Regions from separate parts of the Mus musculus genome. Here region 2 is linked to region 1. The links are chromatin contacts, called in public HiChIP or PLAC-seq maps. All regions are on one chromosome and are shown on one strand. Each heading gives the region's core, a stretch centred on a gene start, on an enhancer-like site or on the middle of the called end of the contact. The rest is flanking DNA. Distances are from core to core; before and after follow the strand shown.

Region 1 (7,047 bases), core at 628-3,127:
CAAGTTCAAGGCCAGCCTGGTCTACAGAGTGAGTTCCAGGACAGTCGGGCTACACAGAGAAACCCTGTTTAAAAAAAAAAAAAAAAACAAAATCAAAACGGCACAGGAGGATATGAGAATGGACTCGATGACCAAAAACAAGACCTGCCTGTGAGCAGAGGTGTGCTTTAATCTCTGGCTGGGAGTGTCTAGCTCTGTGGAAGGCCTAAGTTGCAGAGAGCTAGCTAGGCTCAGCACAACCTGTGTACTCAGATCCCTGGAACTTGGAGCGTCTGTGAGTGTCACACAGTAGAACTTGGGCTATTAAAGCATTCTGTGCCCATATATGTTTTTATGTGCACATCTTTGTGTGTGTTGTACTAACTTCTGAACCCCTAAATGCACTAGTGTACCCCAGCTCCTAAGTCATAAATCAATAGTGTGATTGATCTCTAGAGGTGTAGCTGCAGTGTGGGGCTCTGGTATCCTTCAGGCTGCTGGTTTCTGGGGTGGTTCTTGCTGATCTCTAAGTGAGTAGGTCTGTATACAGCAGCCCCTGTGCCTTGACTTTCCTATGTAGTCCAGGCTAGCCTGCACTCAGAGTTTTATGTTAGCATCCTGAGTGCTGGGATTACAGTCCAGTGCCAGTGTGCTTGGCTGCTTTCTCTCCGTGAACATTCATTCTCTCTGGACAGGAGCATTGGGCTTGTAGAAACTGCATAGGCTGTGAACATCGGTGGGGCTAGTGCAAAGGCTGGCAACCTGCAGCCAGTCTAGCCTGGAGTTAGGAATGGCTCTCAACAGTTCAAAGTGCAGAAGACTGGCATGTGTTCACAGCGAGCACCGAGGTGGGAGGGTCAGGGTCAGTGCACTGTGGAAGCCCAGGTGCTATGTGTTAGCTCTGGTGCCACTCAGTAGCAGTGGACATAGCCTGTCCACTGAGACGTTTCTCATCACCTGGCCCTTGATATAAAAAGCTTGACAATTCTGCCTCGGACACCCAAAGATCATGGTCACAAATAAAGGACATGTGTGTCACTACAGAGATGTGGGCATCTTGGTGACCCCGAGTGGAACCTTCTGCTCCTTGGCAGTCCATTCATACACTGCAGCTGGATCTGCAGCTAGACACCGCTGCTCTGGGTCTGACACCAGCCCTTCCTCCAGCTCTTTGTATGACTCAGCTCATTGCTTCAGCCTGAAAGGATGGTCACCCACCCGAGAATGTGCAGCTCTGTGCTGGGGCTGAGACCTGGTCCCTCTTGTGTGGCTCTTGACGGTCCTGTGCCGGTGCTTTGTGGCACTGCCAGCTCATGCTGCTATCCGAGTGATTTTTCAGCAGCTGATAATGAGCTGTAGGAACTGATTATCGTTAAGTCTGCAGAACACACGCATAATAAAGATGTTCCTTACTTTGCCTTCTAGGTGACTAAACAGCCTTGGCCTTACAACAACAAAATTACGGTAAGCAATTGTCCCCGTTTTGGTCATTTGTGGAAGTGCTGAGTGGATATAGGTGGGTTTTCTGGTGAAAACCAGGGGTGGTGAAGGGGAGGGTCCTGGCGTGTCTGTGCCTCTAGGACTCAGTCACTAGCTAGCATCCAGATGTGGAAATTGTGCTAAGAAATGGAGTTAAGTATCTGAGAGCAGAGAGAGGCCAAACAAGGGTCAGGGTATATCTGGTTCCTAATGCTGGTGTTGTGTTGTGTGGCCCTGAGACACAGGAACTCAGAGCCCGAACTCTGTGATGGAGGGCAGGTCTAGTCAGCAAAGGCTTTAAAATGAGCTGCTGCTCTCGCCTCAGCTAATTCGCAGGCTTCCTCCGTGTCATGGAGACAAAGCCTCTGGGCCTCTCTCCTCCTCTGCCCAGTGAACGTGGTGTCTGAGGGCTGAGTGATTTGCAGCTTGGGGCCCAGCAGGTGGCGCTGCCCTGGCATTCCAGGGTTCTCTACTGCAGTTCAGGAAGGTAGAGAGGCAATTTCAGGAACTTTCAAAAGCCTTGGGAACACATCCAGAGAGTGTGAGACCAACCTCTGTTCGTCTAATGCCTGCTGCACCTCTTATCTTTCAGATTCAACATTTTGAACAGAAGCCATCCCCAACCCAGCTTAAATTATAAACATAGAGAATAACTTTGTCCGAACTGCGTGGTGCTTCTTTAGTACATACTGTACAGAGTTTACCATGGACAACTGTTTCTTTTTTCTTTTTTTTCTTTTCTTTTTTCAGTTTTTACCTTTTCTTAATTGCCCTTATTCCAAACGGATACTTTCTACACTGCTGAACATTGTAAATTACCGTGTACATAAAATCACACTGACAATAATGCCCTGGAATAGACCATCTCAAATGCTGCTTAACCACAGACTCAGGTTGACTACTTGTATCTCATGTAATGTTCCTCCACGCTAGACACCTGGTGCACGGCCAGCTGGGAACCATGGACTTCAAAAGGACAAGCGACAGTGCGTCTATTTAAATTAAAGACTTATTTAAAGACCCAAGCTCTCAGCGAGACCTTCGAGGGCTTCCTCTGCAATGTCTGATATAGAAACTAATTTGTTCACATTTTAGTTGTATTCAAGATTTGAAGATGTATTTTATAGACAAGTTCTGTTTTTGAACTTTGTGGAACTATTCCAATCAATTTACCAGTTATGATGAGTATTTGCATTATGAATGTATAATCCAGACATTATTTGTAAAGCCTACAGTATGTTTTTTTTACCTAACACTTTTTATACTGTGTCTCGTCTCGACAATATGATATTGAAGTCTGAGTCGTCAGCTTGATCCCTTCAAGTTTCTAGTTACAGACAAAAATCATACTGTGATTTTATTTTTAATATGGATATGCTATAAAACTGTGACACTTATAATTCACTGGTCCTGCATCAGGAGACGGGAGTGGGGAGAAGACTGTATTTAATACAGTGTGTATCTGAATACTCTGTATGGTTTATACAGTTTGTGTTGTTCAGAGATGTCTAAAGTTGATCTTTGTTTTTTTAAGATTAAAAAAGCACTTGCCCCACTGTATATATACGGCATGTAAGATTTATATAGTATATAAATGGCAGCAAATTAAACAACCGTCTCAGTTTTACTCTGTTCTCCGCAAGCTCATAGCCATGTCTGTTTTAAAGAATTGAGTCTTAGGCAGTTTTGGTTTTAGCAGTATGTTTTTATTTAGGGAACACAGTATTTGCAATAGTTCTGACAGCCGTAAGGCCCTCCATTTTACTAGCTGTTTGCTTTGCAATAAAATAGCCAGAAATTCTGATATCAACATTAATAGGATATTTCTTCATGCAGGTTGTAGGAGTATATACATTGTATAACACTGAAGAAATTAATACATATGTACATTATTTACATAGTAACTATTTATTGTAAATAGAAATGTTTTCTAAGATAAAAAGAAATCACAACATGGTTTCTGGTCTGTAACGACCTAACTTGTCAGCAAAGCACACCTGTAGCTCTGAACTCAGCATGACAGGAAGCACAGTAAGTCCCATCCCCAGACGGTTCCTAGTTACTCTGCAGTACCACATCAAGTCTTCTGAAACCCAGGAATGATGCCCAGGGCCCAGCAGGACAGGGAACTGTCTTTGGGCAGAGTAGGGCTTTAATGCTTCACTGACGAGTGCAGACAAAGGGTGAAGGGCAGGAGTGCCTGAGCCTTTACAAGCTCTGGGAGTGGCAGATGCCCTTGGGTTTAACACTGTCACAACATAACCTGAGTTAAGTGACTCCATGTGGATACTCCAAGAGCCAGTAACTTAGGATTCTTAGCACCAACAGCCATCAGGCAAGGTCCCCTCAAAGATGACTATGGCATCAAAGACAACATTAGGTAGCCTCATGCTTAACGTCCTGACCTCAATATCCCACAGAGAGCTCTGTTGCCCAGGGCCACACCTGGGTTGAACATCTGACCGGCTCACCATGGTCCTGATTGAAAAAAATGCCAGTTCCTACCTCCCTACAGGTGCCCCACCAGCAGTAAATTCAGGTCTGGGGTGGGGAATAGGGGATAGGGATCATGGAAGACTGGAAGCCAGGCTGCATACACACCAGCCAGGCAGCTCAAATGCAAGGGTTTCAGATTTGAGGTATCAGTAAAAGCAAAGCCTAGAAGCTTGGGAATAAACCAAAAAGTGATCAGTCTGGTGCACGAGCGAGGGAGCTCTGGCCTGCACATCCTTCTGTGCCATCTTAGATGGCAGCTACCACCAAGGTCAGGCAAAAAGCCTTAAGACAGCTCACTGAAAGTCTCGTGTAAGGGCATTTGGTTGGCGGTTTTCAAGGGCTCTCAGAACACCAGCTCCACGTGCAGGGGAAGACCATTTTCCAAATAAGCCATGAATGGGCCCTCTCATCTTACCCAGTCTCAGCCCAAGCACATATGCCCTGAAGGCATGCACTGGTGTGTGTGTGTGTGTGTGTTAGGGGTCTGGATGTCACACGTGTCCCTCAGTGCCATCTTCAGTTTTTCACCTCCTCCAAAGGATGTCAAATGTTGGAAAACATGGCACTCCAGAGAACAGGTGGATTACTTCTGGCTGCTTCTGCTTGCTTACTACATCAAAATATGTGTTAGCACTTAACCCAAGTTTGAAACAGCAAGCAACAAAAGTACCAAAGTCATGAGCCATGTGCACTCGGACCACATGAAACTGTCCTGTATGAAGGTCAGACAAGAGGAGGTTCTGCACATAAGTGGCCTGTTTTCCAGAGAAGGAACTCCATCTCCAGGCCTTGGCACTGACAGGATAAATACCCCGGCCATAGCTGTACCTTACTGATTCATCTTAGAGAAGCATGTGAGGGGAAGTGGCAGTCACGCCTGAATCTCCCAAGCACACTGCTCTCCACACTCACCCCAATGCCTCTTCACCCAGCTGACACTCTGTCAGGATGACTGTGCCCCAGCTGCTCTGGCCCCAAGTGCATGGGGGCTGCATATATAGACTGTTTTCAGTGCACAGTATATACGTGTGTCCAGGAGTTAAGTTTATAGCTGCCATTCTAAAAATACTACTGTTAGAAATTAAGTATCTTTCATTATAATTTTCAGAATATAAAAAGGCATATAAAAGCTATAATCCTATATATCTGAGAAAAATTCTGAATAAAAAAGTGGTAGGTTTTCCTTTCCCATTTTGATATAAAACAGCGACTTCTAGAACATCTAGTGTTGCCCCAAAGAGCAGGTGTGGCATGGTGTGGGTGAGGCTCTGGCTCCAGAACAGGAGTCCCATGTGGGCTGTGCAGATCTGGAGGCTGTATCACCAGGTGCTGTTGTGGACAAGGGTCCCCAAAGGTCAATGCCAGGCCGGTGGCAGGAAGGAGACACTCCCAGCTGACCAATGTCCCAGAGCACAGGCTTGAGGGCTCAGGCCTTGGCTGGCTGTTCTGGAGGGCCCGTGGGCACCACATCGTCCCCGGTCCTGCCGCTGGGGAGGCCAGTGTATCTGCTGGAGTCTGGATCCTGACATTTACCTATTTCTTATTGGCAATCCTCCTTTTCCTCGTGGCCAACATGTCATAGAACGGGTCCCTACTGATGCTTGCTCTGGGGAAGAAAGGAAGTAAAGTGGGCTGGAGCTTCGAGAAGGTCTGGCTGCCTGCCTCACCCACAGCTTCCCAAGCAGCAGGGTCAAGGGTGAGTTACCCAGGCTGGCCTGCTCAGTTGCTGACACACTGAGTAAAGGCATCCAACATGCATACACGTGCCCACACCCCTGACATGCAAACACGTGTCCACACACCCCTGACATGCACACGCGTGTCCACACACCCCTGACATGCACACGCGTGTCCACACACGACTGAGCAGCCTGGCTGTGCCCACTCACTTGATGGACTTCATCCACTCCTCCTTTTCCTCCGGGCTGGGGGCAGAGATCCGGTACACAACGTGGTTGCCCTCCACCACACGGCCATCGGCCTCCGTCTTGCAGGCCTTGATGACTTGACCTTTGTGACTGGGGTTATACAGCTCAAAGCAGTTCTGACAGAGAGAAGGGGGTGAGTGTCAGGGGCGTGGGGGTTGGGTAGGGTGGAAGGCAGGCCGCGGGCACAGGGCAGCACGTACCGGCTTCCGGGGGTCCTCCACCTCCCTGATGCTGAGGTTCTCCAGGGGGATGATGCCCCTGGGCTCCTTGTCCTAAGAGAGAGGCATGTGAGGCAAGGCCTGACAGACACGAGAATGCCAGGGCTTCGGAGGGTGTGCGGCCTCACTTACCGTGGTGTACTCAAAGTAGTAGAGGCAGTTATCTGTGAGGATGAACCAGCGCCGTTTCCAGGTCTTCACACGACCCCCTAGGAGCAGAAGAGCCCTGTGAGGCAGGTGTCCTGGCAGCTGGATCCCCAGGGCCCAGAGTGGGGCCCAGAATCCCCTACCCCATATCACTGCCTTGATCAAAGGCCACAGGAGCCAAGCTCATAGCTGGGCTTCCTTCCTCTTCAAACCATCCCATATGACCACAGTTATAAGTCAAGGGCAAGCCATGAGGCCTGACCATCCAGGATGGCTGGGTGCAGGGCTGGGGCCCCCATGCACCCCCACCCAGGGCCCACGCAGGAACTCTTTCTCCATGGCCACCCAGGGTCACCCTAGGTCACACACTGATTTAAAATCTGCTTCCTGGAAAAGTTAGTTGTAATGGATGGGTGTAATATTTCCCCCGTGAAATGAACACGATGAAGTCAGTGCCGGCTCACACAGGTCTGTCCAGGCTTAATCCTGTTACGTCAGGGTTGTTATCGCATTACTGGGACTCTGAGCAGCCCTGGGATCCATCAAAGTCAATTACTCTTGGCCCAGGGAATTATTAGATTGAATTAATCTTTTAACAAGATCTGGAGCTACACACACACACACACACACACACACACACACACAGAGTTATCTGTAACACACAGGGTTATCTGTAACTAACACACACACACACACAACCACACACACAGAGCGCTATCTGTACCTGCTCTTTACTATAGAAAAACCCTTTTTTCTGCCTTCTTCCCTGACATATTCAGTACTCTCAGTTACAATTATTT
Region 2 (7,808 bases), core at 3,920-6,419, 190 kb after region 1:
GAGAGTTAAACAGAACCCATGTGTTTATCTTGGTGATGGTGTGGCATGTGCAGAGCCAGTGCCCCCCTTCCCCCCCCCCAGCCACCTCTCCCACCTTTTTTCTTTGTTCTGGTACTGTGAACTGAACCTAGGGCTTCACATTTGGTAGGTAAGTGTTATACTATTTTATTAAATCCCTACCCAGCCCCGGCCTCTAACTATTCTCCTGCCTTCACCCCTGAGTGCTGGCTGGCATCGCAGAGATGTGACATCACAACTAACTCAGTGGTTTTTAATACTATTGGTTTAGTTTTGATTGACCAGAAGGCTAACAAGCAAGTGTCTTGAAGTTTACTTCTTGTCTGTGTGTAGACTTGGGCTGGTAGTCTGACCAGTAGTGTGTCTAGCTTAGACACTGCTGTCCAGGAATTTTGTTGGTCAGCCTCCTGTGATGTCGTCCTTACAGGAATGAACACGAACAGTGATGGCATGGCCCATACATTGCCCAAGCTCTTCATGACTTATGTTTGACCTGTTACGCAAGGACTTGAATTCTACTCTGGCTTCCAAATTTAGATTTTATTATTATATTATTTTATATGCATGGGTGTTTTGCCTGCATATATGTCTGTGCACCAAGTTCCTGGTGCCCTTGGAAGCCAGAAGAGTTTTGGATCCCTTGGAATTGGAGTTACAGACTGTTGTGAGCCACCATGTAGGTGTTGGGAATTAAACCTGAGTTCTCCAAAACAAGTGCTACAGCCATTCTCTTAAGAGATGGAGCATCTCTCCAGCCCCTCTCTTTCATATCTCTTACACCTTCTTCCTCTCTATCTCTCTTTCTCTCTCTCTCTCTGTAAGTGGTTCTACATATGGAATCACTTATATATGACATAAATGTGTATCTTATCTCTCTCTACACACATACACATATCTTTCCACCCCTTCTGTGTGTGTGTGTGTGTATGTATGTATGTACGTAAAATAACTTTTGTATTTTAGCTCGATTGTCACTTGACAGTCCATAGTGATGTGTGTAGTGTCTTCAGCCTTCAGTGTCTGAGCAGCTTTGCACAGTCTCTAAGGGTGGCAGTGACTACACGTTGGTTATGATGGACCTGGTTCGTAAACTTGAGACTTTTGAATTGCTTTGTCTTTTCCTGATACTGAACTACTCTTACTGATTCATCTATTTTTCTGAACACACTCTTTCTTTCTATACCTTCTAGCTCAGAAATTAGGGTATTTCAGGTACTCAAGAAGCATGAGGAGGACACGTGTGTGGTTTGGGGAGTGCACTCACATATGTCTACATGGAGGCAAAGGCATTTTCAGTCATTCTCCGCTTCGTTTTTTAATTATTTTAAAATTTTTGTGTGTATTTTTAATGCGTGGGTGTCATGTTTATGAATGCCCACAGAGGTCAGGAGAGGGCGTTAAATATTCTTAAGCCAGAGTTACAGGTGGTTGTGAGCAGTGTGATTTGGGAGCTGGGAGCTAAACTTGAGTCTTCTGGAAGAGCAACAAGCTGTCTTAACTTCTGAGCCATCTCTTCAGCTCCCACATTATTTTTTGAAACAAGGTCTCATGTAGCTCAGGGTCGCTTTCAAACTCCCAGTGTACCCAAGGCTAGACCTGAACTCTGGATTGTAAGAGCTAGACAGGCATGCATCACCATACCTGCCCTTGAGATTGACTTGTTGTTTGGATCTTGGGAATTTAGATAATAATAATTGCCTGTTCAGCATTTGATTTGCAGCTGCCAATGGATGAGTCCGGTTTGTCTATCTTAGGAACAGCTTTTTTTTTTTTTTTTTTTCCTTCGAGACAGGATTTCTCTGTGTAGCCCTGGCTGTCCTGGAACTCACTTTGTAGACCAGGCTGGCCTTGAACTCAGAAATTCGCCTGCTTCTGCCTCCCTAGTGCTGGGATTAAAGGCATGCGCCACCACCGCCTGGCTAGGAACAGCTTTATTTATTTATTTATTTATTTATTTATTTATTTATTATATGTAAGTACACTGTAGCTGTCTTCAGACACACCAGAGGAGGGAGTCAGATCTCATTACGGATGGTTGTGAGCCACAATGTGGTTGCTGGGATTTGAACTCTGGACCTTTGGGAAGAGCAGTCAGGTGCTCTTACCCACTGAGCCATCTCACCAGCCTGGAACAGTTTTTCTTACAAGGCCATGTGCAGAGTTTTTTAAAATTCTTTTTTAGATATATACCCCATCCTTTGATGCTGGGGTTGGAATTCAGGATTGTGTATGCTAGGCAAGCTCTCTCTGCCACTCTGCTATAGCTGATACATATATAAAATTTTTGGACAGGGTTTTGCTATGTAGTTCATGCAGGACTGAAACTTGAAGAAAGGCTTCTCTCCTCAAGATTTCCAAGCTGTGATTACACACCCCATTTTCTTACCTACCTTTCAGTTTTTCATGTGTATATAAAGGAGTGTATGTGTGTGCACACACACAGATGCCTGCAGAAGAGAGTTGCAAGCATTGTGAGCCCTCTGATGTGGATGCTGTGGGTCAGACTGCAGAAGCAGCAAGTGCTCCTGGACACCGAGCCATCGCGCCAGCTTCCCTATGTATGGGAGTTTGTTTTGTTTTTGAGACAGGGTTTCTCTGTGTAGCCCTGGCTGTCCTGGAACTCACCTTGTAGGCAGACTGGCACCTGCCTCTGCCTCGTGAGTGCTGGGATTAAAGGCCAGTGCCGTCCCCACCCTGATCTTTATGTGTTTTAATGTGAGGAAATTGTCAGTGCTTATAGGTTACTGACGTTTGTGTTTGAAGGTTTGGCTTGTAGGTTTCAGAAAGTAAGAATAAAGCTGGTCAAAGCAGAGAGACATTAAGTACAAAGTTCTCTCAACAGGAAAGGGAGGACTTCAGTGGGACCGGAAATCACTGGCAGCCTTCATTCTTGGTCCTTTCTCCAGGACAGGGCAGGAAGTGCAGATAGGTTAAAAAATAGTAATGTCATGTGCTAGGGGAAGAGCCAGTGGAGAGTGGACAGGACTTTCTTCCATAGACCCAGGCTCATTGCCTAGAGTTTAAAAATTAATAATAGGAGGTTGAACTGAACACTTAAATATACAAATTTAGAAAATTCCAAAGCAAATACTCTTCCAGAAATTCTGTTGTGTGTCAGTCGTGGCTGTGACTAAATATGTCTTCCTTCTCCATGTGGCCATAATCTTGACGTTACTTCCCGTAGTTCAGATGTTGACTTTGGCCTCTAGAACACACAAGGAATCAGTAAGGACACTAAGAGAAGGGTGATAGCCCTTCTGTTTATGCTGATCCTTGCTTAAGTGAAGAATTGAGGGTAGAACATAGAGACGGGCTCACCCACAGCCCAGGCTGGCCGTACACAGCCCAGGCTGGCCGCAACTTGCTGTGACTTCCCACCCTGGGTAGCTTTATTTGGTGTTGGGGATCCAACCCAGGATTTGCTGCATCACCAACCTATAGCCATGGATTTTTGTTTTGCTTTTTTTCTTTTTGTTTGTTTTTTAAAAAAATATTTATTTATTTATTTATTTATTTATTTAATATATGTAAGTATACTGTAGCTATCTTCAGACACTTTTTTCTTCTCTCTCTGGCCCTGCTTGCTCTGGCCCAAAGATTTATTTATATATGTAAGTAAGTATACTGTCGCTGTCTTCAGACACCCCAGAAGAGGGCATCAGATCTCATTAGGGATGGTTGTGAGCCACCATGTGGTTGCTGGGAGTTGAACTCAGGACCCTCGAAAGAGCAGTCAGTGCCCTTAACCGCCGAGCCATCTCTCCAACCCTATAGCCATGTTTTTATAGAACATTATAGTCCATAATGATTAGTAAGAAGTACATTTCCCAGCCATGTGTGGTGGCTCACAACTGTAAACCAGACTCAGGAGGAAGAAATGAATGGGTCACAGGATCATGATGGACACATTCAGAATCATCCTGTTGTACAGAGTGAGTTCAAGGCCATCGGGACTGTAGTGAGAGCAGTTCAGTAGGGGAAAGTGCTTGCTGTCAAGCCTGACCACTTGAGGTTGTCAAGCCTACACACGGTGGGGCCGTCCTGACCTTAGTAACTCCGAGCTGTTTGAACTGAGTCTTCAGGATGTCCCTCAAGTCAGTTAGGGTCTGTGGCGAAACTCAGAGTTTTATCTACTTACTTGCTACCTATTCCCTTAAAGCAGGGGTCCTCACCCTTTATAATGCTGTGGCCCTTCAGTACAGTTCCTTTCTTATGTTGCAGTGACCCCCAACCATAACATTATTTTCATTGCTTCTTCATAACTGTCATTTTGCTACTGTTACAAATTGTATTATCTGTGTTTTCCAACAGTCTTAGGTGACCCTTGTGAAAGGGTCATACGGTGTGCCCCCCACAAGGGGTCATGACCCTCAGGTGGAGAATTGCTGCCTTTAGTTTTTCTTCATCTTAGGCATGCTGTGTCCTGTGTGGTGTGCACACGTGCATTCTTACAAATAACAGCAACACAATTCTCAATACCAGATTTTACCAGTACCTTCCCAGTCGGGCCTTTCAAAGATAGCTGGAGCTGGGGTCCAGGCCTGGTGGAAGGCTTGCTGGCATGTTGGTGGGCATGATGGTAGTGTGAGGAAGAGGACGTGTTGGGGATTGAGTACAGGGTTGGTGCACTAGGCAAACATTCTACTGCTACAGCCCCAGGGAGATTTTATTCTTTTAATTACTACATATATTAACTGCCAAGAGTTTCACCGACATAGCCATGCACGTATGGGATGCACTTTGATATCTTCACCCCTGTTATTTTCTCTCTATCCTCCACCCCCTTCTGCTACTCTGTGTTCTTGTCGGTTTGAAGTGGATTCTCAGTAAGGAGCTCTAGCTAGAGTAGAACTCACTGTAGCCCAGACTGACCTGGGACTCCTGGAGATCATCTCGGCTTGTCCCAGAAGCCGAGATACCGCCTTGAACCAGCACTTGCTCTGTTCTTGAGTTCCCTGCACAGTGAGTACCGCAGCACCTTCCTTCCTTGCTATGGATTCCCTGTAGTTCAGAGCGCCTACTTGCCAGCAAGAAAACTGAGGCAGAAGAGGAAGTTGAGATGTGTCAGAGGCCGCTAGGACTGAATGAGCTGGTCTGAGTCTTAGAGCCAGGCCTCTCCAGAGCTTAGGCTCTTGCTCATACAGGTTTGTTTTGACATTCTAAGCCTTTCTCACAAGATAAATGTCTAATGAGTCATTTCTGTTTAGAAAGCCGTTACGGGATTGGAAGTTACTTGCCAGTGATGTCATGTTTGACACTGAGATCTTTAGGGTGGGGAGTTCCTACTTCATTAAGCCCTTTACACTGTTACAAGTCAGGCAAGTATTGGCAAGAGTGAGTGGTTGAGCTCCTGCCCTTGCGGAGCCCTTGTCCCAGAATGTGGAAGGAAAGTGTGAAGATTGCCTTTGGATAGTGAGCCTCAGTCTACAGTGGCCTGTGCTGAACAGTGCAGCCTTGCAAGTCAGTACCAGCACCGTCCTGACCTTAGTAAGGCAGCAGAAGGCGGCAGGGAGCAGGGCTCAGCACACAGAACTGTTTGAACTGAACCTTCCAGATGTCCCTCAAGTCAGTTAGGGTCTGTGGGAGGAAATTTAAGAGATTTTATTTATATATATATTTTTATTTTTAGTAATATTCTGAAAACTATTCCAAGTGGTTCAGAGCTTTTCAGACAGTACCCTAACTCCTGCCTCGGGAGAATATTAGTAATGTCTGTCCCCTTAATGTGTTTACTTTTGTACATTTCTTCTTTTCTGTCTTAGCTGTTCAGGAAGTTTATTCCATCCCTGTGCCCCTCGTTGACATGTTAGGATCTTTCTCAGCTTGTGAGTGTGAGAGCCCTGTGGCTGCTTAACTGCCTGTGCTCTGGGAGGGACAGGCTTGTGGGCAGGGCATGTGGTTCACAGCATTCCACCTAGAGGCGGCACCGGCAGGCAGTAACAGTTCATGTTGCAGAGCAGCCATGGTTACTTAGTAGTCATCAGAGTGGAAGATGTTCTAGAAGAAACTTTGTGTTAGCCGTTTCTGAGTCTGGTACTCAGTGCGTAGTACTTCTTGACCAGGTACCTTAGCAGAAAGGGAGCCTGTTGAATCTGCCTTTCTGAGAATACAGAGGTTTGGTTTGGTTTTTAAGATGAAACTACGTGCGGAGTGTTAAATGTCACATAAACTTTATTATGCTTGTGGATGTGGTATAGCTGTTCCCTGGTCTTTTCTAGAATGCTGTGGTGGGATAGTGGGAGCCAGGACTGTGCGCGCTGACTAAGCAGCCTTTTCTCTTCTTTCAGAGCTGTTGGTAAAACCTGCCTGCTCATCAGTTACACGACCAATGCATTTCCTGGAGAGTACATCCCCACCGTGTGAGTATCCTCCTCGCCTGCGACCAACTTGCCGTGGGAGCGTTAGTGTTTATTTCCCTCTGAATCAGCGACTGAGAGAGAATTGTTAGTGGTTTGGAACTTCAAATTAAAAAATGAGCCAATTAATGTATGATTTCCTCATAGGAGGGAAAAGTCAGTTTCCTGATTGATTCTTAGGAAACAAAAGAAAATGATACCATGAAGTGTATAGGCTGGGGAGTGTAAAGCCCAGAGCTTGAGCACAGCAGTCTGCTGACTTGGCTCTGGGAACTGGTGCACAGTGTTGCATTAGAGGTAGCTGACCCTCTGCCAAGTTATCAGGTGGTTCCATGTCACACTGAGAGCTGTAGAGTTGGGCTAGGGTATGGATTCAGGGCTGCTGATTGTGTATGGGCAGCCCCACTGGGTGGGAAGAACAAGTGCTTTTCTCACTGATGGCTTGCTGGAGCCTCATTGTGCTACACACATTGTGCTGTCCTCTGTCTGCAGCCAGTGCACCCTTGGAGGCTCGCCTTGGGGAGACCAATGGGCTTCACCATAGAGCCGAGGCTGACTTTGCACTCTTACCTTGCCTTCCAATACACATCACTCCACCATCCTTATAAAGGTTGCTTTGCTCAGTACAGTCTGTAAGTCACACTAGCTTAAACTTGACTTTTACACTAAGAGCCCCTGTTTTTAAGTACTACAAATAATAAGACAAAAACCAGTGAAACAAAAAGCCCCTTTCTGGGGCTGGAGAGATGGCTCAGCGGGTAAGAGCACTGACTGCTCTTCCAAAGGTCCTGAGTTCAAATCCCAGCAACCACATGGTGGTTCACAGCCATCTGTAATGAGATCTGATGCCCTCCTGTGGCGCATCTGAAGACAGCTACAGTGTACTTACATATAATAAATAAATAAATCTTTTAAAAAAAAAGCTCCTTTTGCCTTAAAATCCATGTTTTAAGATGCTAGTCTTGGGCTGGAGAAATGACTCAGTGGCTGAGAACACTGGTTGTTCTTTCAGAGAACCTGGGTTTGGTTCCCAGCACCCATGTGGAAGCTCCACTTTCAAGGGATGTGTTGCCCTCTGTCTTAGTCAGGGTTTCTATTCCTCATAAACATCATGACCAAGAAACAAGTTGGGGAGGAAAGGGTTTATTCAGCTTACACTTCCACATTGCTGTTCATCACCAAAGGAAGTCAGGACTGGAACTCAAACAGGTCAGGGAGCAGGAGCTGATGCAGAGGCCATGGAGGGATGTTACTTACTGGCTTGCTTCCTCTGGCTTGCTCAGCTTGCTTTCTTATAGAACCCAAGACCACCAGCCCAGGGATGGTACCACCCACAATGGGCCTTTCCCCCTTGATCACTAATTGAGAAGATGCCTTATAGCTCGAGCTCATGGAGGCACTTCCCCAACTGAAGCTCCTTTCTCTGTGATAACT

What was found. HiChIP or PLAC-seq counts read pairs in DNA pulled down with a chosen protein or histone mark.
Region 2: an H3K27ac HiChIP or PLAC-seq map of trophoblast stem cells shows a contact between it and region 1, with 2.7 times the contacts expected there. The contact joins two enhancer-like sites. A contact is called at or near these places in 5 of 39 promoter capture datasets (the HPC-7 cell line, HPC-7-derived erythroid cells, embryonic stem cells and 2 more), 2 of 484 Hi-C or Micro-C datasets (Th1 cells and nephron progenitors), 4 of 115 datasets of contacts at active chromatin or transcription factors (embryonic limb bud, embryonic stem cells, epiblast stem cells and 1 more) and 5 of 9 other capture datasets (adipose tissue, embryonic stem cells, liver and 2 more).

Annotation. Positions count from the first base shown.
Region 1 is chr5:143,706,346-143,713,392 of GRCm38.p6, reverse strand. Usp42 (ubiquitin specific peptidase 42) reads left to right here. Exons shown (of 18, transcript NM_029749.2): 17 at 1,405-1,443; 18 at 2,051-3,068. The coding sequence ends at 1,412. Cyth3 (cytohesin 3) reads right to left here. Exons shown (of 13, transcript NM_011182.4): 10 at 6,233-6,309; 11 at 6,083-6,154; 12 at 5,844-5,998; 13 at 3,143-5,560. The coding sequence ends at 5,488. Among named protein-coding and RNA genes, the nearest start is that of Usp42, 22 kb to the left of the region's middle. Within about 2 kb of position 1,877, at least 46 of the 459 cell types and tissues checked have an H3K27ac peak or open chromatin away from gene starts, as enhancers often do. A contact at or near this core is called in epiblast stem cells, pancreatic islet and trophoblast stem cells, where this site is marked.
Region 2 is chr5:143,515,727-143,523,534 of GRCm38.p6, reverse strand. Rac1 (Rac family small GTPase 1) reads left to right here. Exons shown (of 6, transcript NM_009007.2): 2 at 6,306-6,377. Among named protein-coding and RNA genes, the nearest start is that of Rac1, 8.4 kb to the left of the region's middle. Within about 2 kb of position 5,169, at least 168 of the 459 cell types and tissues checked have an H3K27ac peak or open chromatin away from gene starts, as enhancers often do. A contact at or near this core is called in epiblast stem cells, pancreatic islet and trophoblast stem cells, where this site is marked.